2 separate regions of the Ovis aries genome follow, and region 1 is linked to region 2. The links are chromatin contacts, called in public Hi-C maps. All regions are on one chromosome and are shown on one strand. Each heading gives the region's core, a stretch centred on a gene start, on an enhancer-like site or on the middle of the called end of the contact. The rest is flanking DNA. Distances are from core to core; before and after follow the strand shown. Region 1 has its middle 6.3 kb from the start of GSG1. Region 2 has its middle 56 kb from the start of GSG1.

Evidence for each region. Hi-C and Micro-C count contacts between places; a contact is called where the count stands out from the background.
Region 1: a Hi-C map of tail adipose tissue shows a contact between it and region 2, with 4 times the contacts expected there. The contact joins two enhancer-like sites. A contact is called at or near these places in 4 of 16 Hi-C or Micro-C datasets (muscle, omental adipose tissue and tail adipose tissue).

What each region holds. Positions count from the first base shown.
Region 1 is chr3:202,434,102-202,441,153 of ARS-UI_Ramb_v3.0, reverse strand. No RefSeq gene overlaps it. Among named protein-coding and RNA genes, the nearest start is that of GSG1, 6.3 kb to the left of the region's middle. Within about 2 kb of position 3,628, at least 34 of the 54 cell types and tissues checked have an H3K27ac peak or open chromatin away from gene starts, as enhancers often do. A contact at or near this core is called in tail adipose tissue, where this site is marked.
Region 2 is chr3:202,384,839-202,391,500 of ARS-UI_Ramb_v3.0, reverse strand. No RefSeq gene overlaps it. Among named protein-coding and RNA genes, the nearest start is that of GSG1, 56 kb to the left of the region's middle. Within about 2 kb of position 3,665, at least 7 of the 54 cell types and tissues checked have an H3K27ac peak or open chromatin away from gene starts, as enhancers often do. A contact at or near this core is called in tail adipose tissue, where this site is marked.

The DNA.
Region 1 (7,052 bases), core at 2,379-4,878, 50 kb before region 2:
CAGTGACTCAGTAGGTCCTCAAATACTTTCCATGGGAAATACAACTCCGAGGTATCAGAAAATACTGTTCGGCAATGTTTCCTGATGAGTTTTGTGCACATTTTTCTTGACTTAATCGTATCCTCATTCCCTTTCCACCCCAGAACAGTGACCGATTCTTTTCCCTTCTCTCTGCTTCCACCCTGCAAATACTTGGAGACACTTCTCATATCCCGCTTGAGTCACCCTTTGGCACAGTCCTGTCTTTGGTTTTTATTGCCTCTGCTCATAAACCGCGCCCCCTGTACCTTAATAGCCCGAAATATCCCCTCTCTCCAGGGAAAAGGAGATGGGAGCAGCAGAGTTTCAGATGGGTTACGGAGGAAGTCACGTAACCATTGAGAGATGAGTCTGTAACCAAGGAGATGAGAGTCTCGGATGGGTTATGTGAGGAAGTCTAGAGGTAGATTTAGAGAGTGGAGCTGATGAAACTTTAGCTTTTGGTCCCCTACTTATTCAGGCCCCTTCCAAGACGCTTATTATTTAATTTGTACTTGTCATTTTGTACTATTGTTTTTAAAGAGGGCCTTCCAAATTATATTATTTTAGCCTTCCCAAAGCCTAGCTCTGGGCTTCTCTGGTGGCTCAGACAGTAAAGAATTAGCCTGCAATGCAGGAGACCTGGGTTTAATCCCTGGATAGGGAAGATCCCCTGGAGAAGGAAATGTCTACCCAATCCAGTATTCTTGCCTGGGAAATTCATGGACAGAGGAGCCTGGTGGGCTACAGTCCATGGGGTCGCAAAGAGTTGGACACGACTGAGAGATTAACACTAAGGCCTAGCTCTGGGAGAGGAGCCTGGTGGGCTAGAGGCCATGGGATTATAGAAAGCTGGACATGGGTGACTTAACATGCACATACCCGAAGGAAGATGTGCATTTAGTGTGCGTGCCTGTTTGACTGGCTGGCTCCTAGCTGCAATCAATGTTGAGACCGCGCCCCCCGCCCCAATCCCCTCCCCAAGGACCCTGGGCCACAATGTTCAATTTCCTCTTTTTGACAAAGCATGAGTTTCTCTGCCTGACCACAAAAATCAGAGCTGAGTATCCCACTCACTTCCTTTCATTGTAATTTGAGCATGTTAAGGTTTTGTTCCTTCTCTTTCTTCTCTTAAAGTAATTGCTAGTCAATGCCACATAAATATAATGTGAGTAGGCTCAGAAGCTCCTGACTCAACACAGATGAGAAGATTCCATGTCTCAGAACATTACTGAACTTTGGTGTGTTGGACTCTGATCCCCTCAGGGCACCTCCACAGGGATGTACGTGCAACTGAACGTTTGTGACATCACAAAGCCAAGGGCTGGGACCAACTTATCACTGTTAAGGTCCTCAGTTACTGTACCCTGCACTGTCCCAAAACACGTTTACTAGGTATGAAAAAAAGAGAAACTGGTCTTGGGACACCCACACATACTTTGTGAACAGGAATTCAATTTGGTTTGTGTCTACTCTGGAGATTAGAAGTGATTAAAACAATGGGTTAGAATGCTGAGATGCTGAACCAGTTCAGTTCAGTTGCTCAGATGTGTCCGACTCTTTGTGACCCCACAGACTGCACGCCAGGCTTCCCTGAACCAGGAAAGATTGCAAAGCACAGCCCTTCCCTCAGGTCCAAGCCTGGGGCTATGGATTCCAGTTTTTTTTTTTTTTTTTAAATTCTTGCATATATCCATTCTGGCATCTTGTCCCAAGAAAGATTTGTTTGGGACCGTTGTTCACTCACTCACTCGTGTCCGACTCTTTGCTGCCCCATGGACTGCAGCACACCAGGCTTCCCCGTCCTTTACTATCTCCCGGAGTTTGCTCAAACTCATGTCCATTGAGTGGGTGGTGCTAGCCAACCATCTCATCCTCTGTTGTCCCCTTCTTCTCTTGCCCTCAATCTTTCCCAGCATCAGGGTCTTTTCCAACTAATTGGCTCATCACATCAGGTAGCCAAAGAATTGGAGCTTCAGCTTCAGCATTAGTCCTTCCAATGATATTCAGAGTTGATTTCCATTAGTTTGGGACATAGATAGTATACTCTCTATCCTCCCAGGAGTCAGATTTCTGACCCAGGCCCTATTAACTAATTCTTTTCTGTTACTAAGTAGACGAAAGGTTGGAATACAGTGTAAATGTTGCGGTTGTTATTGGCTCTGGTCTACACTGCTCTGTTCTGTGTGCCTTCTCCTGTAACTCATCACATGGTTTACTTGGCTGGTCTGTTCACTTGACTAACTTTCTAGATACAGTGGCAACTATGTCTTATTCATTGTTGATCCTCAGAGCCTAGCCCCAACAGCCACAAATGAATGGAATGAATGAATGAAGTGCGTAATGGAAACCCGGCTCACAGATACAATTAGGAAGACCATGGCTGAAGATATGATCTTGAAGAAGTGTCCAAACAGCCTCCTATGGTGAAAGGGACAGGGATCCTCCTGCTTCACAAAGGAAAGAGCAGGGAGAAGTTGCAAAGAGGGTTCACAGACACACCCTAGGCCTTCCTACACAGAAGCGCCCTGAATTTCATCAAACAGACCCTGTGCCAATACGCTTCCTCCCACCTGTGGAAACATTCCTGCTGCTTGATATGCCAAGCCCAGAAAACAGCAGTGATCTCACGAGCAAGTATTATCTTCAGTTCACAGAGACTAGGGTACAATCAGATTGCTCAGAAGCCAGTGACAGACTGGAAATGTTATATCCTTTCCCAAGCCCTGTGATTCCCTCCTGGCTGGAGCCCTTTCGGATGGTAGATCTCAAATGTCCAAAGTTCTGAGGTTCTGTAGCCCATACTACAATTGTTACTTCAATGCCTCACACATGACACATTTACTAAGGACGATTAGCAACATTTGCTCAGGACATTTTGATATCCACTTCCCAGCCCTAATGGGAAAACTAACATCACTAAAGTGCCCATGCCAAGTGTCCAAAATACTAAAGCCGCTACAGGACATTGAGCTCCGAGGTGTCCCAGCTTCAGGTTAATTCCTAATGCAATCATGCTTCATGTTCACATGGCCCCAGACACTCACAGAATAAGAAAAAGACTCCAGTTTCCTAACATGGGCCCCGAGTTCTGGGAACACCTACTTCTGTGCAGTGGGGAGGGCCAAAGAAAATCATTTGCGGGGGCTCTCTTCTCTGTGGCTTTTCCCGTTCCTCTTTTTAATGGAATTGTTTGAGGGCTTTTGCAAATGCAGTCATTTCCAGGAGAGGAAGCCGCCTTCCTTCATGCCTCAAGCAGCTGGAGTGAATCAGAGGGGCAGTCCCATCTGGGCATCCTGTGGGGCAATCGCTCACGCGGGGGTGACGGAGCTCTCGGGGACTGCTGGGGCGGGGCGGGGGTGGTGGGGTGTCAAGGACAGGCTGGGAGGGCAGGGGCCTAACGGGAGTGGCCTCTTAAGGGGTGCCCCCCGTTTGCATCAGGCATGCGCCCCCGACCCCGTCCCTTCCTTCTCTGCCCTCTCCCCCAGCTTCCCCCGGCAGTCTCAGGGCCGGAACGTCGGGCTAGTTCCCGCGGGCCTCCTCCCATCCGCTAGTAACACGCCCGCCCTCGGTTTACTACGGCGCCCGGTCGCCTAGCAACGGGAGAGCGTTGCCAAGGTGACGGGCAGGAGCCTGTTTTGAATCATTTGGCTAGGCCCAGCCCTGCGGCGGAGCGCCGGGATGTCCCGAGCGGGTGGGGCTCCCCGACCAGGGCCTCTCCATCTTCCTGGAGGGGGACGGGGACGGCGTCCCGAGGGTCCTCTCAGGCGGGGTGGGCGGAGGGAGTGCGGAGATCCCCGTTCATCCACTGAATTCCGCTCACGAGCCGGTGGGTCGGGAGGAGCTGAAACCCAAGTCTAAGGTCTCCGCGCACCCTGCCCCCTTCCCACAAAGTTACGCCCGGCTCCTGTTCTGCAGAAAGGCCTTGTCTCTGCCTCATTTCGTGGGTCCGAGAGACGGAACTTCGAGGCCACCAACCCACAGCAGATCTGAGTTCTAGTCCCTGCCCCACCCCACGACTCTGCTAAAGATTTTGGCCAAGTTCCCTAACCTCCCTGAGCGACTGTTTTCTCAGAGGCGAATTAAAGAGAGTTTGTCCTCCCCGGTTACCCCGTCCCTGTCCCAAACGGTTTGGCAGTCCCTCCACTGACGTTTAATCCTCACTACCAGGAGAAGTCAGAACCCCAGTGTCTCAAGGCCACACGCTCGTAAACGCAGAGTCAACTTGGAAACCTCCTGAGTCAAGACCAGGCCGCCCCTCGGTCAAGGCGAGGCCTGGTCACCCTTACCCATGGCCCAGTTATGAGAGCGCATTCAGAATGAGGCAACAGATTGCCTCCTTTAAACTTCACTGGTGTATACTGATAAACGGACTCTCCCATCATTTCCTCTGTATCTCTCCTCGTAAACCAATAAAGTTTTTTTTTTTTTTTCACTGCGGCTAGTCCTAGCTGTATTCCCTTCTGAGGGGTGGCCTATTCATGATCTAATCGCTTAGGGAGATTCTGAACCAGGGAAGTGGGCTGAACCCAATAATCTGGTGGTTCTTCAGAACTGTGAGCTCTTCTCTGAGGCTCCGGAAGTGTCTTTTTTTGTTGTTTTTAGAAACTCCTTTTTTTCTGAGATCTCTAACTTCCAGCCCATAAACAGTGCACCACATTGCTCTGTGTGTGTGTGTGTGTGTGTGTGTGTGTGTGTGTGTATATTTTGTTTCTCAAGCTAATTGTAAGTTTCATTTTTATCCCCTGGGAAAGGTAAGATATAGGAGAATGAACATCATTTCTTTTTTCTTTTTAGTAACCCTGTGAGCTGCGAGCTGGGAGCTGCCAACTTTCTCAAAATGGAAGGCAAGTCACTTCCAGATGTGCCTTCTCCGCTAAACAAGCCAAGATGTCTTTGTTGGCTGTGAGTGTCTTTCTGGGTCTGGAAGTGTCTCTGCAGATTCTGAGACCAGGAAGAGCCCAAGATTGTGCTGTCCTTTCTTAGTTCCAGCAGATTTTGGATTGGAGCTGGTCATGGGAATGCCTCAGCATCTCTTTCAGTTCACTGGAGTGATAGATGGGTTTATCACTGCTATCACTTCCATGCCATTGGGCCTTTTCCAGGGACTAGATTTTGTAGTAGAAATCATACAGATGGAGAGGGAAAAAAGACCTAGAAGACATTAAGCTGCCCTGGGAGCAGAGGAAAGGTGTGATAAGAGACAAAGGAGAAAGAAATGGGAGTTTTAATGGAACATGATGACAGAACAAGAGGCCAGGGTAGGGCCATCACTGGGCTTATCAATAAAAACGGGGCTCAAGTAACACATTTTTACTCCATTTTGGATAACCCTACCAAGTGTTCTCAAGCTCCTTACGATGAGTTTGTATAACCCATATTACACATCCAGTAGTAAGGGACTACACATGAGATAGTCATGAGATTTCAAAATTTAAGGTACCTACCTTCTGGGTGAGACAAACATTTTGAATCAGCTGAGAGGAATTGCTCATTCACTTTTGAAGCTATGAGGCAGAGGGGTTTCAGTGTTTCTTCTGTCTTAATTGGTTGCGTGGGATGAGCCTTGAGTGTGAAGATGAATCAGAGCCCCTCTTGCCAGCAGAGGGGTCAGGTGGTATGAGGTAGGCTGGAGAGGGTGTCCTCTCATAACCAGGACACGCTGGGGTGGGGCTGGCTGACCCAGGAGGCTGCTTCTGTGACATCACAGTGGCAGGCAGGGGTCTCCCTGCCGCTCACTCTGCCTCCTCCCCCCACCCTCAGAAGGACTGGGGCCACTCTGGGGTTACTGCCCAGAGGCCAGCATGTCTTTTGTGTCCTCCAGATCTTATGCTTTTATTGCTGTGCATAAGAATCACCTGGGCATCTTAGTAAACTATCAGCTTCTGAAAGTCGGGAATGGCTCCCACGGGACACTGACCAGCCCTCACAGGGTTGTAAGACCCTAGACCAGTGCTGCCCTAAAGAAATGCGATATGAGCCAGAGATGTAATTTAAACTTTCCCAGTCGCCACATTAGAAAACAAAGTAAAACTGAGACACACACTGCAATCTAACAATGATATTTTATGCAGCGCTGTTGTTGATGTCAAACGCAGGCCTCCCTCAATAAAGTTGAGTCCAGTGGAAAAGTCATCTACACTGGGAAAGGTTCTAGTTCATTTAGACTAGTTTGCTATTTTAATAAGTACATAATGAGGATTTAGGAGCTTCTATTAAAAATATCATTTTATTTACAGTTGTGTTGGGGCTTTGTACTGCTGGTGGGCTTTCTCTAGTTGTGGCGAGTGGGGCTCCTCTCTAGCTGCAGCACGTGGGCTTCTCATTGCTGTGGCTTCTCTTGTGCAGAGCGCAGGCTCTAGGTCACATGGCTTAGTAGCTGTGGCTCGTGGGTTCCAGAGCTCCGGCTTGGTCATCGTGGTGCACAGGCTTAGCTGCTCTGCGCCATGTGGGATCTTCTGGGACCAGGGATGGAAACTGGGTCCCTTCCATTGGCAAGCAGATTCTTCACCACTGGGCCACCATGGAAGTCCTGCTTCCATTTTTAAAATGTAAATTAAAATGAAATACAATTAGAAATCCAGTGCCTCAGCTGCACTCCTCCAAGGGCTTAAAGAGCTTGGTAGCTACTGGACAGCTCAGCTCTGGAGCATCCCCAGAGAAGGTCGTGATGGACAGAAATTAGCACTCTAAAGAACTAAGAAACTAGTAGATGTTCACTAATGTTATTTTAATAAGTACATAATGAGGATTGGAGCTGTTAACACTGAGGCTTGAAGAGCGTTTTCCAACCAAGGGTCCGGCTGGGGGCTTTCTGCCCTGTGCAGTGCCATGCTTAGTCCACCTCTGAGCTTTTACCTAGGTACCCCTCACTGAGATTCCTTCTTCTTCCTGTCACCCCACCTAACTCCTACATGACCTTCAGGGCATATGATTCCACCCTAAATTCCATCCAAAGTCTCACCCTGTTACTCTAGCCATCATTTCTCTGCCCGCCCTCAGAGCCTGCACTGCATGGACGGTCTCGCTGTGCT
Region 2 (6,662 bases), core at 2,416-4,915:
GGGCAACTTTCTGAGCAATTGTGAATGTGAATTTCCTCTGTCATCTAGACAATACGTTCTACGAGTGGCAACTGAGGACACAGGAGGGAAAGAGGAGGGGGAGGAAGCAACAGTTCAAGCAGAGAAGTGATGGTGGGTGGAGAGGAGGAAGGAAAGGGTGGGGCCAGCCCAGCCCTGTACAAATATGTGAATGAATCCAGTTTCTTTGTTCCCCCATGTCCTCACCCTCCTCTAGTAACCCACCCTCAGGTCCTCCTTAGCTCTGCCTTCTCCAGTCTCTCCCTGCCTTTGTCCCACTCCAAATCATCATCTTCTGTACTGTACCTTTAGGGACTTCCAGAAGCAATAGCACTTAAATAATGGCCAATAATCATGGGCTCTCAAAATATGTCACAGTTATTCACTCTCTCCTATGAGTCTGATAAGCTTGCTCACTTCCGGAATGATCAAGATAAGACTGTACTCCTCCCCGAAGCCATGTGTACATTTAAGAGAGATTTATAAGCTTGAACTCAAAGATACATTCTGAAGTTGCTCAGTCGTGTCCGACTCTTGGTGACCCCATGGAGTGTAGCCTACCACATTCCTCTTGATCCCTGGGTTAGGAAGATCCCCTGGAGAGGGGTGTGGTAACCCACCTCAGTATTCTTGCCTAGAAATCCCAAGGACAGAGGAGCCTGGTGGGCTACAGTCCATAGGGTTGCAAAGAGTTGGAAATGATTGAAGGGGCTTATCATGCATGCACCTAATGCATTTTATAATTTTCAGTGGCTTCTGTCACTGAAAGGGACTGTCAGTCCCTTAGTATGGTCTGGAGATCATCAAATTCTTAAATCAGCTATAATAGTAACCAAAATAACTCTTCTTTCCTTCCTCCCTTTTCCCCTTCCTCCCTCCTTCCCTCCTTTCCTTCCTTGCTTCCTTCTTCCTACAAATATAACTTGAGTCATTTGCACCTGGGAGGCACCAGGCCTGCCATCAGCTCCTGATTAGTTTCAGCCCTGGGGTGGACCCTTTCTCTCTGTCCTGCAGACTAGCTTTTCCAGAAAGCTAGAAAGACAACGATGCTTCCTTGTTGCCAAGGTTGGAAAGAAGCAAGGGATGAAAGTTTTTCAAAAGAAATAAGTCATGTGGAATATGCATTTAACCTCAAGGGGAGTGAGGGAAAGATTAGGATAGTAGAAATTCTGGACTAGAAGGTGTAGATTGTCCAGGGAAGGGAATGTCTTAGAAACTCAGTCCAGTGTCAGAGGGAATGTCTTAAATGTTAACTCATGTTACATCGCTTTCTCCTCTTCCACCAAAATTCAGCACAAATATGGAAGACAAGCTCTCTCAGCAGGTGAAGAGAGCACTCTCTGTCAGCTCACGTGATCCAGAACCAACCCTGTTTTAGATCTAAACCAGGAATCCAGTGGTGTACAGTTCAGTTTAGTTCAATCACTCAGTCATGTCCGACTCTTTGCGACCCTATGAATCGCAGCATGCCAGGCCTCCCTGTCCATCACCAATTCCTGCAGTTCACTCAAACTCACGTCCATCGAGTCAGTGATGCCATCCATCCAGCTCATCCTCGGTCGTCCCCTTCTCCTCCTGCCCCCAATCCCTCCCAGCATCAGAGTCTTTTCCAATGAGTCAATTCTTTGAATGAGGTGGCCAAAGTACTGGAGTTTCAGCTTTAGCATCATTCCTTCCAAAGAAATCCCAGGGCTGATCTTCAGAATGGATTGGTTGGATCTCCTTGCAGTGTACAAGTCCCATTCAAATTATCCTAGATCCATTAAGCAATGCAGACAGACTCCTGGATACTTGGTGTGAATTTCTGGCAATTCCCCTTGCCAACATGCCTCCCTCATCCTGTCTGCTGGAGCCTGCCTATTTATCTTTCCCTTGTTCTGCCAATAGCCAGTAATCTGATTTCATCATTTCTCTGGAGAACTCCTTTTCACTCTGTATCTCCTCTGTCCTTGGAGCCACTGCTCTTTAATAACTCAGTGTGTCCGGTCAGCCTATGCTGAAGTATCTCTGAGGCAGCCCTCTGGATTCCAATTTTTATCGAGTAGCTCCCTCTTTGCTAGACAATGTATTTTGTTGCTTTTACAATTTCTCCTCCCTTCTCTCATGAGTCTTCAAATGTCAACAGGGTCGCCATCTTGGTTTCCTCTTCCAACAGGGCAGTCATCAAGATTATTGACATCAGCCTGTCTGGTGTTGAAGTCTGTTCCTGCTATTAGCAGCACTGTGATCATGGATAAGCCAGTTAACTACTTGGAGCCTTAGTTTTCTCATCTGTAAAATGGGAATGTTAATAGTTCTAGTTTTATAGAACTGTTGTGGGAATTAAAGGAGTCAAAAAGTATAAGATGTTGGGACCCATGTTTGACCCATGATGAGTTCTCAATAACAGTATGCTTTTATTATTACCATTATTGGGGGTATTATTATGGCCCAGGGTACCATATAGCTCTCTTTAGATTACAGTGTGCTGATTCCATCTGTAAACTGAATTTTGTGCTCCATTACAGGGGTTTTCTAAGCCAAGAGATGACTTAACACTTCTCAGGCTTATCTCCATGTAAAACTCCATCTTCTCAAGACGGGGTGACTAGGGTAGGATTTAAACTATGGTCATTAAAGGCAGAGAGAGCTTTCTTGTAGTTAAGGAATCAACCCTGGAGCTGGACCTAAAGACTGTTAGAGAATTTTAGCACACACTGGGCATTTATCAGCTAAAAAAAATGGTGCCTTAGACATTTTGATCACTTGCTGAAGGCCAGCTGGCACTAGTGGCAGCCTGGACTGGAAGCCTGGTCTCTTAACTCTCACTGCAGTGTTCTTTCTACACCACCAGGGATTTTTATGTTTTATGGATTTCATATCTGTCTACCATCTATCTATCTATCACCTATTCATTTCATTTATCTGAATCCTTTCCCCTCAAATTAAATCTTCTCCTGAGCCCACGTTTATGAAGAGAGAAAGCTGTGTGTTCTGGCTGAAGGGAGATGTAGGGCCTGCACCCTGGCCTTTTCTTTGCTTTCTGCAGTAGCCTTTGAGTCTGCCCATATCACTATCTTATCAGTACTTTTGCATCTGTTTCTTTGATATGGTGTCAAATTCAGTTTTTTGAACCAGTTTTCCTGGTTATATGGAGTTTCAGAACCTAGTCTGTCTTAAAGGGAGTTGTCAGTTAATATTTTCTGCTGTAAATGGAGAAGTTTGGGGACATATTACTTTGAACTTTGGTCATTGCAAGGAAGCCTGGAAGTCAGCTTGACTCCATGAACATTGGCCAGAGTGCTAGAGGATGGGAAGGACCCTAAAGAAAACAAGCCTACACCCCACTTTCATCAACCTGAATATTTCTGTCCTCAGCTTGCAGCACACCCAGTCTCGAGTTCCAAAAATTCCATTTAATTTTCTTGGCTCCTGTATTCACTCAGTTACAAGTGTACAAGAAGGAGTCTTGGCACTAACAGCCTGCAAGGAAGAGGCTGTTTCTTTCAACTTTGTTGCCCAATTCTGCAGAACATTTTAGGTTCAGATAAGGTTTTGGGTGGCCAGTTAGTTCTTTCTATGTGTTGCTCTGAAATGGACCCTAACTCTTTCACCTTCTGAAATTCCCTGGTTGAATTGTAGCAATAAGAAGCTGACATTCCTGGTTCAGAAGCCAAGTTGCCCTAAAGGTTGTTTACCGTCCACGGTCCTTCAGTCAGCCTTCTCTTCATCTTCAGGTCATGGGGGAGGATAGTCTGAGCCTCTCTTTCTGGCCCTGAGAATGGCTGCTTGGAGACATCTGGGAGTATGCTCTGGTTGTTCAATTGAGAAATAAGAGGAAGCTTTTTTGGAAGCATTATCTCAGCTTTCTGGGCTATTGCTTATTTTTAAACTACCAGTGTCTGCCCTAGTCAGCTGAGCCTTCCACTGTAGGCATTATAAGGAGAGTTAAGTGTATAGTTTCTCTTCTATTCAGATAGCTGTGTGTGTGTGACACACCAACTACTAAGACAATTGAATATTCACAAAAGTTATGAAACTGGACTCATCTCATGCTACACACAAACATTAACTAAAAATAGATCCAAGACTTAACTGTAAGAGTTAAAACTATGAAACTCTTAGAGGAAACACAAGGGTAAATCGTCATGATCTTGAATTTGGCAATGGATTCCTAGATATGACATTCAAAGCACAACCCATAAAAGAAAAGAATGAATAAGTTGGATTTCATAAGAATTAAAATTTTTGTGCTTCAACAAGCACTGTCAAGAAAGTAAAAGGACAAACCACAGAATGGAGGAAAATATTTGCAAATTACATATTTGTTACGAGACTTGTGTCTAAAATATGTAAAGACCTCTTACAGCTCAATATTAAAAGACAAATAACTCAGCTAATAAAAGGGCAAAGTAATTGAACAGATGGACATATCACTAAAGGAGATGTATAAATGACCACTTAGCACATGGAGAGATGCTCTACATAATTAGTCATTCAGTTCAGTTCAGTTCATTTCAGTCGCTCAGTCATGTCTGACTCTGTGCAACCCCATGGATCGCAGCACGCCAGGCCTCCCTGTCCATCACCAACTCCCAGAGTTCACTCAAATTTACGTCCATCGAGTCAGTGATGCCATCCAGCCATCTCATCCTCTGTCGTCCCCTTCTCCTCCTGCCCCCAATCCCTCCCAGCATCAGACTCTTTTCCAATGAGTCAACTCTTCGCATGAGGTGGCCAAAGTACTGGAGTTTCAGCTTTAGCATCATTCCTTCCAAAGAACACCCAGGACTGATCACCTTCAGAATGGACTGGTTGGCTCTCCTTGCAGTCCAAGGGACTCTCAAGAGTCTTCTCCAACACCACAGTTCAAAAGCATCAATTCTTCGGCGCTCAGCCTTCTTCACAGTCCAACTCTCACATCCATACATGACCACAGGAAAAACCATAGCCTTGACTAGACGGACCTTAGTCGGCAAAGTAATGTCTCTGCTTTTCAATATGCTATCTAGGTTGGTCATAACTTTTCTTCCAAGGAGTAGAAGTGAAGTGGAGTGAAGTCGCTCAGTCATGTCCGATTCTTTGCAACCCCATAGACTGGAGCCTACCGGGCTTCTCCATCCATGGGATTCTCCAGGCAAGAATACTGGAGTGGGTTACCATTTCCTTCTCCAGGGGATCTTCCTGACCCAGGGATCGAACCCGGGTCTGCTGCATTGGAGGCAGACGCTTTAACATCCGAGCCACCAGGGAAGCCCTCCAAGGAGTAAGGGCAGTGCAAATAAAAACTACAGTGAAATGTCACTTCACACTCAGTAGGGTAACTAGAACCAAAAAGTGATGAGTGTGTAGAGAAATCAGAATATTCATATACTGCTATTAGGGATATAAAATAATTTGACTGCTTTGCAAAACAGTCTGCCAGTTTCCCAAATGGTTAAACACAAAGTTACTGTATGACCCAAGAATTCCACTCCTATATATATGATGGAGTAGACATATGCTTTCATTTCTTCCAAAAAGTAATGAAAGCATATGTCCGCATGAAAAGTTATATATGAGTATTTATAGTACCATTATTCATAGTAGGCAAAATTTGAAAATAATCCAAATGTCCATGAACTGATGAATGGATAAACAAATGTGGTATATCCATATAATGGAATATTATTCATCCATAAAAAAGATTGAGGTAATGATAGATGCTACAACATGGATGAACTTTGAAAACATTATGCTAAGTGAAGAAAACCAGTCACAAAAGACCGCACTCTATATAATTACATTTAAATGAAATGTCCCCAAATAGAATATAGGTTACTAGTTACTTAGGGCTGGGGAGTATGGGGTCATAGGGAGGTAACACCTAAAGTTTCTTTTGAGGTGATGATAACATCTTAACCCTGACCGTGATGATGGTTACACATACATGTGAATATACTTAAGAGACACTGCACACTTTAAATGAATTGCACACTTTAAATGGGTGAGTTGTTTGAGATGTAAATTATATTTCAATATAGCTGTTATTTAAGAAAAAATGTAGGGAGAGGTGGTAATTACCTGAATTCTTGATAGGGACTGGAAAATCCAGTTTCAAGTTGCTCCTGGCTGTTATCAGAAGGCCCTTGTTCCCCATTAAGTAGACTTCTTCATTGCTGCTGAATTACCCAGCATTCTCCAGAGAACCAGAACCAATAGTTACACAGACATAGAAAGACATTTATTTTATTATAGGAATTGACTCATGCATTTATGAAGGCTGAGAAATCCCAATATCTGCTGTCTGTAAGCTGGAGAACCAGGAAAGCCTGTGATGTTATTCAGAGCCCAAAGGCTTGAAAATTCAGGAGGCCAATGGTATAAATCCCAGTTTGAGCCTAAGAGCCCCAAAATGGGGAGTGCCATTGTCCACAGGCAGGAGAAGATGGATGTCTCAGCTCAAGCAGAAAAATGAAATTTGCCCTTCCTCTATCTTTTTGTTTTATTCGAGTCCTCAGTGGATTGGGTGATGCCCACCTGCATTGGTGAGGGCAATTTTCTTTCCTTGGTCTTTTAATTCAAATGCTAAGCTCTACAGACATATCCCACAATCACATTTTTCCAGTTATCTGGGCATTCCTTTAGCCCCTTCAAATTAACAACATAAAATTAGGCATCAGGGC